Regions from separate parts of the Mus musculus genome. Here region 1 is linked to region 2. The links are chromatin contacts, called in public Hi-C maps. All regions are on one chromosome and are shown on one strand. Each heading gives the region's core, a stretch centred on a gene start, on an enhancer-like site or on the middle of the called end of the contact. The rest is flanking DNA. Distances are from core to core; before and after follow the strand shown. Region 1 overlaps Iqca (IQ motif containing with AAA domain). Region 2 overlaps Agap1 (ArfGAP with GTPase domain, ankyrin repeat and PH domain 1).

What was found. Hi-C and Micro-C count contacts between places; a contact is called where the count stands out from the background.
Region 1: a contact with region 2 is called in a Hi-C map of cerebral cortex, with 5 times the contacts expected there. The contact joins two enhancer-like sites. A contact is called at or near these places in 1 of 15 datasets of contacts at CTCF or cohesin (the NIH/3T3 cell line), 26 of 484 Hi-C or Micro-C datasets (3T3-L1-derived adipocytes, B cells, the Ba/F3 cell line and 20 more), 3 of 115 datasets of contacts at active chromatin or transcription factors (astrocytes, embryonic basal ganglia and embryonic forebrain) and 1 of 9 other capture datasets (embryonic stem cells).

What each region holds. Positions count from the first base shown.
Region 1 is chr1:90,052,656-90,056,784 of GRCm38.p6, forward strand. The region is part of intron 15 of Iqca (IQ motif containing with AAA domain); the gene reads right to left. Among named protein-coding and RNA genes, the nearest start is that of Asb18, 40 kb to the left of the region's middle. Within about 2 kb of position 2,551, at least 12 of the 459 cell types and tissues checked have an H3K27ac peak or open chromatin away from gene starts, as enhancers often do. A contact at or near this core is called in cerebral cortex, where this site is marked.
Region 2 is chr1:89,654,782-89,658,625 of GRCm38.p6, forward strand. The region is part of intron 6 of Agap1 (ArfGAP with GTPase domain, ankyrin repeat and PH domain 1); the gene reads left to right. Among named protein-coding and RNA genes, the nearest start is that of 4933400F21Rik, 27 kb to the right of the region's middle. Within about 2 kb of position 2,105, at least 56 of the 459 cell types and tissues checked have an H3K27ac peak or open chromatin away from gene starts, as enhancers often do. A contact at or near this core is called in cerebral cortex, where this site is marked.

The sequences.
Region 1 (4,129 bases), core at 1,301-3,800, 400 kb after region 2:
CATCTCAGTACCTGCCTAGGAGGTGGGGCCATAGGGTGGGACAGGCCTCCACCACTGCAGGCCCGTCTTAGTGGACATATTCCTGTATCAGAGCCCAGAGCCCCTGCCTGGTTTGGTTTGTCATAAGTCACTGGTTCTCGGCTGAAAATGAATGGGAACAGGACCATGTGCTCTAAACACAGGCTACTCACATTCCCAGGTTCATTCAAGTTTGCTTGCTATGAGAAGACGGTTTCATCACAGGCTCCCGTGATGTTATTTGTGCGTCTCTGTTCACTTGTGCCTTTGTGACTGCGGCTCCCCTGCAGGACAGTGGCTCTGGGCCTTTCTAGAGTGAGCAGGGATTCATGCCAGAGTTAGGACTGGACTTAACCAAGGCATGTGAATAAATTGCCACAGGCCTAACAATCTCTTCAAAGCACCCGCCTAGTAGTGGAGTTGAGGTATTTTTTGCAACAATTTGCGCTTTGTGTGCAACTGTGGCAGGTAATAGCAGCTGCAGCATCTAGCCAGTGTTAGGAACTCTTATTTATACATTTCTTGAAACATTGTTGAGACAACATTATTTACGCACTGACTGGCAGAAAAGTCACCAGGGGCGGATGGCCAAGTCTGTTTCCCTGGCATTATGTGCCAAGTGAGAAAACAGATTATGTGTCTTCAGAAACAAAGTAATGTTGACTGAACGCAATCCAACACCTACATCACATGCATCCATTTTCCCCAACACATGAGGACACTCAGCAAACTTTAGGAGCCCACACAGTTGGGGAACTATTATATTAGGCTTTTAGACCTTGGGTCATAGAGTTTGAGAATTCAAGTCTTATTCTTAAACCCCAGGCCTCAGATGGTGTGGGCTGTAACTGAGGGTGGTCCAGCAAGGAGCAGTGGGGCCACTTTGTGCCAGGCACAGGGCACAGGCACTGTACATGCCAGAGCCAGCGTGCATGTGATGCAGCCACCCCTCGTAGGGGCCTCTCTGGGTTTCAGATGCCTGTGATCTCCTCAACTCAGTCCCACAGAGTGTGCCCCATTAACCCCCTCCCCCATTTATAGACGGGGGTCACTGAGGGCCAGAAGTGATCTGAGCTACACAGCTCCAAAATGGCAGAGGCAGGACGGAGGCCACCACGGTGTGGGAAGCAGGGGCGAGCTGCTTGTTGTGGTTCCCTGTCTGTTCTACACAGAACTGGACAGTTCCCGAATCTCTGTCTCAGGGGAGGACCAGGGCTCTGGAGGTGAATGCACGGAGGATGAGGACCCAAACACTCTCTGCTGCTACGAGCCTAGCTCTCTTTCTTCATGGTTCTTCTACTGAGCCCTACCCCAAACCACTGTGACCTCTGAATTTGGGGCAACCTTCATGAGGGGTGCTTTGTTTTGGCTTAGCCTCCTGTGGTATATTTTTGGCACTAGAATTCGAAGAGACATTTTTTTCCCTTTCCCAGATTTTGATTGCCAGAGAAAAAGAGAACAAAAAGTTCAGTCAAGGAGCTGGGGGAGATGGCTCGGTTAACAAAGGCGTGCTACGCAAGCATGAGGACCTGAGCGTGGATCCCCAGCCCTAGGTAAGAAGCCAGTACAATGAGTGGTATATGTGTCCCAGTGCTGGGAGCTAGACACGGAAGGATCCCTAGGGCTTGCTGCCAGCCAAAGCAGGCAGATCCGGTTCCAGTGAGAGAACTTGTCTTGAAAAAGTAAGGTGGTGAATGATTGAGGAAGACAAATAATACTGACCTCTGGCTCCACACACATGCACAGGTAATTACATTCACACACAGAGACACACAGACACAGACACAGATACACACACACACACACATACACATGCACAGGTACAGGCATAAGTTCATACATGCACACACATACATGCACATGCACTTGTGCACGTACACACATGTGTGCACATGCATAGGCATAGGCACAGGAACATGCACATGCACACACATACACATGCCACACACACCCATGCACACACAGCCCTTCAGATTGTGCTAGTAACAGATTAAAACAGCCGTGTCTGGCCTGGCCCTTCTCATGCCTCACCCTTCTTTCCAAATCCCACGCCCGCCACTGCCATCCTCTGGAACTCTGATGTATCTTCGCACGGCTGCTAGTGGAGGTGAGGCTGCCTGGTGGGGGGCTGGAAAAAAGTCTCAACCCACTCAATCTGAGGAGTGACCATCACAAACCAGCCACTTGCCTTGCAGCTGCCACCCTTGGGGCAGATACATGCCACAGGATGAAGGGACACCCTCTCTGCTTCTCTCTCCCTCATCTATATCTTTTATTTAATGAAATCAGCACCCAGAGATGTCAGAGCAGCTTAGATGACTCTCCACCTTCAGTATTCTATGGGTCTCTAGGGGAGGCAGCACACACACTGCAGAGAGAGCGGCTGGAGCCAGCCATCCTCCTCCAGACCTGCAGTGTGGAATATGTCATGTTTGGGCGCCAACTCTTTGCTGGGTGGTGAGGACTCAGAGAGAGGCGCAGAAACAGTACAGGGTGTAGGCTCCCTGTGAACAGTGCCAGTCCTGGCTGGGAAGCCATGAGAAAGGACGGTTAGAAGGAGACAGTATCAGGGAATGCTGGCTGCCAACTGGTGCTTAGAATTTAACTCCTGCCATGTGTGCCTGTGATAATCTGTGGGAGGTACACTAGGGAGCAAGAGGAGCCAGAATACTGCAGCCTCCTCTCCCCACAGCATTCTCCCTTTCCTTGGGTTGACACTGGAGACTCTAGACCAGTGGCTTTCAACCTGTGGGTCATGACCCCTCTGGGGGGGGGGTGTTACACTACCCTTTCCCAGGGGCCTCCTATGACCATGAGAAAACATAGACATTTACATTATGATTCATGACGGTAGCGAAATTAAATGACAGCTATGAAATAGCAACAAAAGTAACTGTATGGTTAGGGGTCACCACAACATGAGGAACTGTATTAAAGGGCCACAGCATTGGGAAGGTTGAGAGTCACTGCTCTAGATAGTGATGCCCTGGCTGAGAAATGACACTTAAGTGCCTGGGCACCATCTGGCATCAGAGCTTTTAAATTTTAAAAGTTATGATTACAGGTGGTTATTTGAGGCTATTTTCATACATATGTAAAATACATATCTATAGTTTGAGCAGATTACTCCATACTTCTGCCCCTCCCATCATTCCCGCCTTTCCCCCCATGACTCCCCCCTCCCCATAACTTCTCCCCTCACTTCCTGTCTACTTTCATTGTCCTCTCTTCTTGCAGCCTAGCAGAAAGGTGATTGAGAAATAATCACCTTGCTCCTGGGAGAATGAATCTCTTGGTCCTGGGAGCATGAATTCTCCTGTCCTTTCTGTGGGGAAGCTGGGAGGTGGTCACAGGCCTTCCTGTGCAGTGCTGGGCAGAGAGGAGAGGCCTGGATCACTAGGCGGTGAGGCAGGATTAGAGGAACGGAGGCTGCTTTTCATGGTGGGTGAAGACATGGGGGCGAGAGGGAGTTGCTTTCTCAGTTTTGGCCTGGATTTAGGAATGAAAATTATGTTCTCTTCCTTCCTTTAGAGGCTGGGGGCAGAGAAGTTCTGAGGCACTGTGTGGAGTGGCTGGACCATAAAGATCAGTAATGTAGGGGCCAGTTTCTAGGAGCTAGGACCTCAAGGATCTGGGAAAGCAGGAGAGGGCAGCTATGAATCTGCAGGTGGTTCAAGGACAGCAGAGGGTGTCTCATAACTGTAGGGTGGTAGGGACAAGGGAGATGAAGACTGTAGGCACAGATGGAAGCAGACAGAGCTTTGAGGTTCCCAGACAGAAGGAGAAAATACCTGTGCTGCTCTGAGTGGGAGCCAGGCTCTTGGGCACTGGGAATGACACATAGTGCAAAGGTTTTTTAGGGTGGTCGCAAAGGGGCCAGAGGCTGGAGCCATGTGATGGAATTTGTTTATATGTTAGAAGCCATGGATACCCTGAGAAGACTTCAAGATTCTATCTGTGTTAAGGTCAGTGTGTGAGGACTGCCGTAGTTGGCACTAAGCTCAGACTTGGGCCACCTTGGCTCTGGGGGCAGTGGGAATGGCTGAAGGACACTGGGAAGGACAAGGTGGGAGGGGAATAGAGGCTTCTAAAGAGAGCAGGCAAGACAGAA
Region 2 (3,844 bases), core at 855-3,354:
TTTTCTCTGCACAGGGAACAGACTAGGGCCTGAGATGTTACCCTAAAGGACGCCCATGAGTCTGCTTGCTTGGCAAGCACCCTTTTCTGGCAAGTGTTGGAGAAGAGCGCTGTACAGGGCTCTGCCCACTGAAGCTCCATCCACATCCATCTTGGCTGAGATAGAACCAGCCAAAGGCAGTCCCAGCTGGGAAATGGCGAGGCAAGACTCATTTTCAGAGCAGTGAATGCTTACCTTGTCCCTCTTCAGCTAGCACCCAGGTGGCCTGTCTGCAGTACCATCCATCCCCGCTGGTACAGTGATGCTCAGGATGACCACACATGCCCATTTCCAGTTACCTACATTGAGATAAAACTTTTAGGAGCCTTGTGCTGTAGAGACATGAGAAGGGGGGGGGGATGGGCGTGTTTCCTGTAGCTTGCTCTCCTATCCCTTTGTCACAATCAGTTATTTTACATGACAATTTGTTACACGTGTAAAAAGAAGCAAACAGACTGTATTGACCCCATGAATCTCTCTTGTGAGTATTCAGTATTCTTCCACTTGTTTCTGTGAACAGGAAATCCAGTGGCCCTGGATGCAGAAATTTCCCCTCGTTCTAAAATTCTGAAATTAATGTCCCCAGCCTTGACTTTGCTCCGTCCTGAAGGTAACTGTTTATTACAGTCGGCATTTAAATCCCCGATTAATAGGAGCAATTAAACAATAGCTTCATTTCCAGCAAATTAACAACCCTAATAGGTAATTGCGACATAAATGAAGATAAATTTGTTTTAATACAACGAGATAAAAAGAATACAGACAAGAACTGAATCTCAGATTAAGAGTTCAGACTACCATTCATTACTTTAGGAAAAACTCAAAAGGCCTTGCCAGGAGAAATTACAGTGTGGCTTTTTAAACGTGTCTTAGATTAGAGGGCTTTTTTTTTTTTTTTAAAGAGAGTAATGGAAATATTGTCGAGGCTGAGGGCTAGCTCAGCAGTAGTATCCTTACCTGGCATGTTTAGGAATTTGAGTCTCATCCCAGTATTAAAAATGAAGAAAACCAAGCCTTCTTGAATGATTGAGACACATAAACACACACTAACTTATTGGTATACAGGTACTGGCAGATGGAAAGATGGGCATAGTCAGATGTATGTAGATATCTTGGTCTCAGGAGGAAGGTAAGTCACCATAGAGTCTCCATTCACCATGGCCACCAATCCATCCTCCCTTGATTTGCTGGTAGCCTGGGGACCCCAGTGGTGGCTCTCTGTTCAGAGCCTCTCACAGGGCTTGCACTGACAAGACTTCGAAAAGCAGAGGCCCAGAGGTCCACAATGCCTGTTCAATATTCCGGGCTCAGTTGCAGGAAAAGCCACCTTCTTCCTTAGTATTTGTTCTAGTTGGGAAACTGTTCTAAGGGTCTAGAGATAGGTTTTTAGGGAACATGGATGCAATTGGGCCAGCTAGTGTTTATGAATGAGAAGGGCTGGTGGTCATGCGGGATAGTTGGAAGGAACTAGACTTGAGAATAGCTGAGAGCAGGTTTGAATGGTGACAAGCAGAGACTTAAAGCCTGTTCTGGCAGTAGGACTCCCTTGCAGAGTCACATGACCACAGAAGGATCCCATGCTGTAATAGAAACTGTTAGGGGTAGCAGCAGTGTCACTGAGCTGTGAGACACCGCTCCCCCTTTAATAAGAGTCTTGCCGCACAGCCAGCCTGGTGAGCATTACCCTACAGGAAGGGTAGACTGACAGCAGCCAGTCTCTGGAGCCCAGAGCCACCCCAGCACACCCACAGCACACCTGAGTCCTGCAAGCCACCCCAGTGTTCTTATCCTCAGAACCAGTGTGGGTGTTCCTTGTTGCCTGCAGGCTGGCAACCACACACTCTGCATTTCGAAGCCTTGAAAATGAGTATCTAGTCCTCATTCTCATTTCTCTTCCTCTCATCTGTACTAAGCCTTCTGTCTGAAGCCCTCTGTCAGTCATCCCTTCCTGCATTCCCGTGGGTGTGAGGTGACGCATGTAAGCATTAAAGCATGCATCGAGTGCCTCTGCCATTTAGATGACCTCACAGCTTGGCTGGATCCCAGCAGGGTGTTCAGATGGCAGACTGCTGTTTCCTGGCTTGGGAATTACCTCCAGCTACTCGGGAGCCTGCGCTGCCTCTGCTTCTCCGTTCTCCTACGTCTCCCGTTTTGTTGGCTTGGTTTTGAAGCAGTGTCTCATGTAGAACAGGCTGGCCTTCAGCTCGCCAAGTAGCAAGGGATGATCTGACAGCCTCACTTCCACTTCCTAATGCCAGAATTACAGCTGTGCACCATCTTGACCAGTTTATGCCATGCTGGGGGGAGGGGAGCCCAGACTCCTCCATTCTTCACAGCCGAGCTTTTCCCAGCCTTGCTCTGTTTCCTCCTCCTTCTTGTTCTGTTCTGGCATAGCTTTCTCTTTCCTGAAAACTTAGGCACTGCATGAACAGCTGGTGGACAGAACATGCCTCCAACATGTACTGACTTTGCCATTTTTGTGGTGAGAAATTTTTCTTTCTTTTTTTCATTCCTAAGTCACACATTCAGAGCTATATGGATAACTTGGTAATTAATTTCTCCTTAATTAATAAGCTAGTTTAATGATCACTCTCCTGTAATTTAAAGTGGAGACATTAGTGGATCTTCTATTTGTCCCTGGAAGATTTACAGTCTGCAGTCATTTTTTGTTAATTATGGGGGTTCCCCAGGTGAGCCCCTTATAGCTCTCCACCAGGTCCTTTTGGTGAAAGGTATAATAGGCTTGTTTTGGCGCTGACTTACAAGAGAGAAGCATAAATCATGCAATGATTACTATCCAAAACGACTAAGCTTTTAAAATATTTTTGGGGCAAGGTGGATTGGCATATTTGTGACCCCAGAAGTTGGGAGATGTAGGCAGGAGGATTGCTGAAAAGATGCCAGCCTGGGCTACAAAGAAAGACTATCTCAAGTAGTCACTGTACAGTATAACTCATGTCCATCATGTGGCTGTTGGCCTTTATAAGCACAGCTGTTACAAACATTGAAAATACTATTTTTATTATTTTATATAAATATTAGTATAGTTAATTATCTAAAATAGTACCTTGAGAATGGGCCTTCCAACTCTAGGTTAGCATTTGCAACTGTTTTTCCCGTAGCAGCTCCCTTTTAAATCCTGTCTTCACTTGGGTCTTATCATGGGTCTTAAGTACTTTAGTCTGTATACTGATGTATACTGATGTATACTGATGGCAGGGCTGTGTGCCATTCTCAGCTCATAGCTCCTGCTCTTCCCACTCCTTGGTCGTCATCTGGAGCCTCTAGGGCAGCGGTTCTCAGACCCTAACGCTGCGACCTTTTAATACAGTTCCTCAGGTTGTGTTGAGCCCCAACTATTAAATAATTTTCATTGCTATCATAGTCATAATTTTGCTGCTGCTATGAATTGTAATGTAAATAGTTTTGGAGAGAAAGGTTTAGCAAAGAGGGTTGCAACCCACAGGTTGAGAACTGCTGCTCTAGAACCTTGTGGGAATTGATTTGAGATCTCTGGGTGTTCTAGAAGAGGTGGCAAGACTTGTGTTAAGGTAGGGCTATCACAGGAGTTCAGAAATCCACCCTTAACCCATATAAGGCTTGTGTGGCCAGAGTCATTGAAAACCTACTCAGAACAATGTCTTAATCTCAGTATCGCAATTGATTTGTCTTGGAGAAGATGACCCTGCAGCTTGGGCCCTGGGCTCCAGTTAGGGGTCCTTTAGGCTTCATCTCTAATCAGCCATGGGAGGCTGAGGGCTTGGTCAGGGTGTTGACTGAAGATGGGTTGGGAACATCTCTGGTG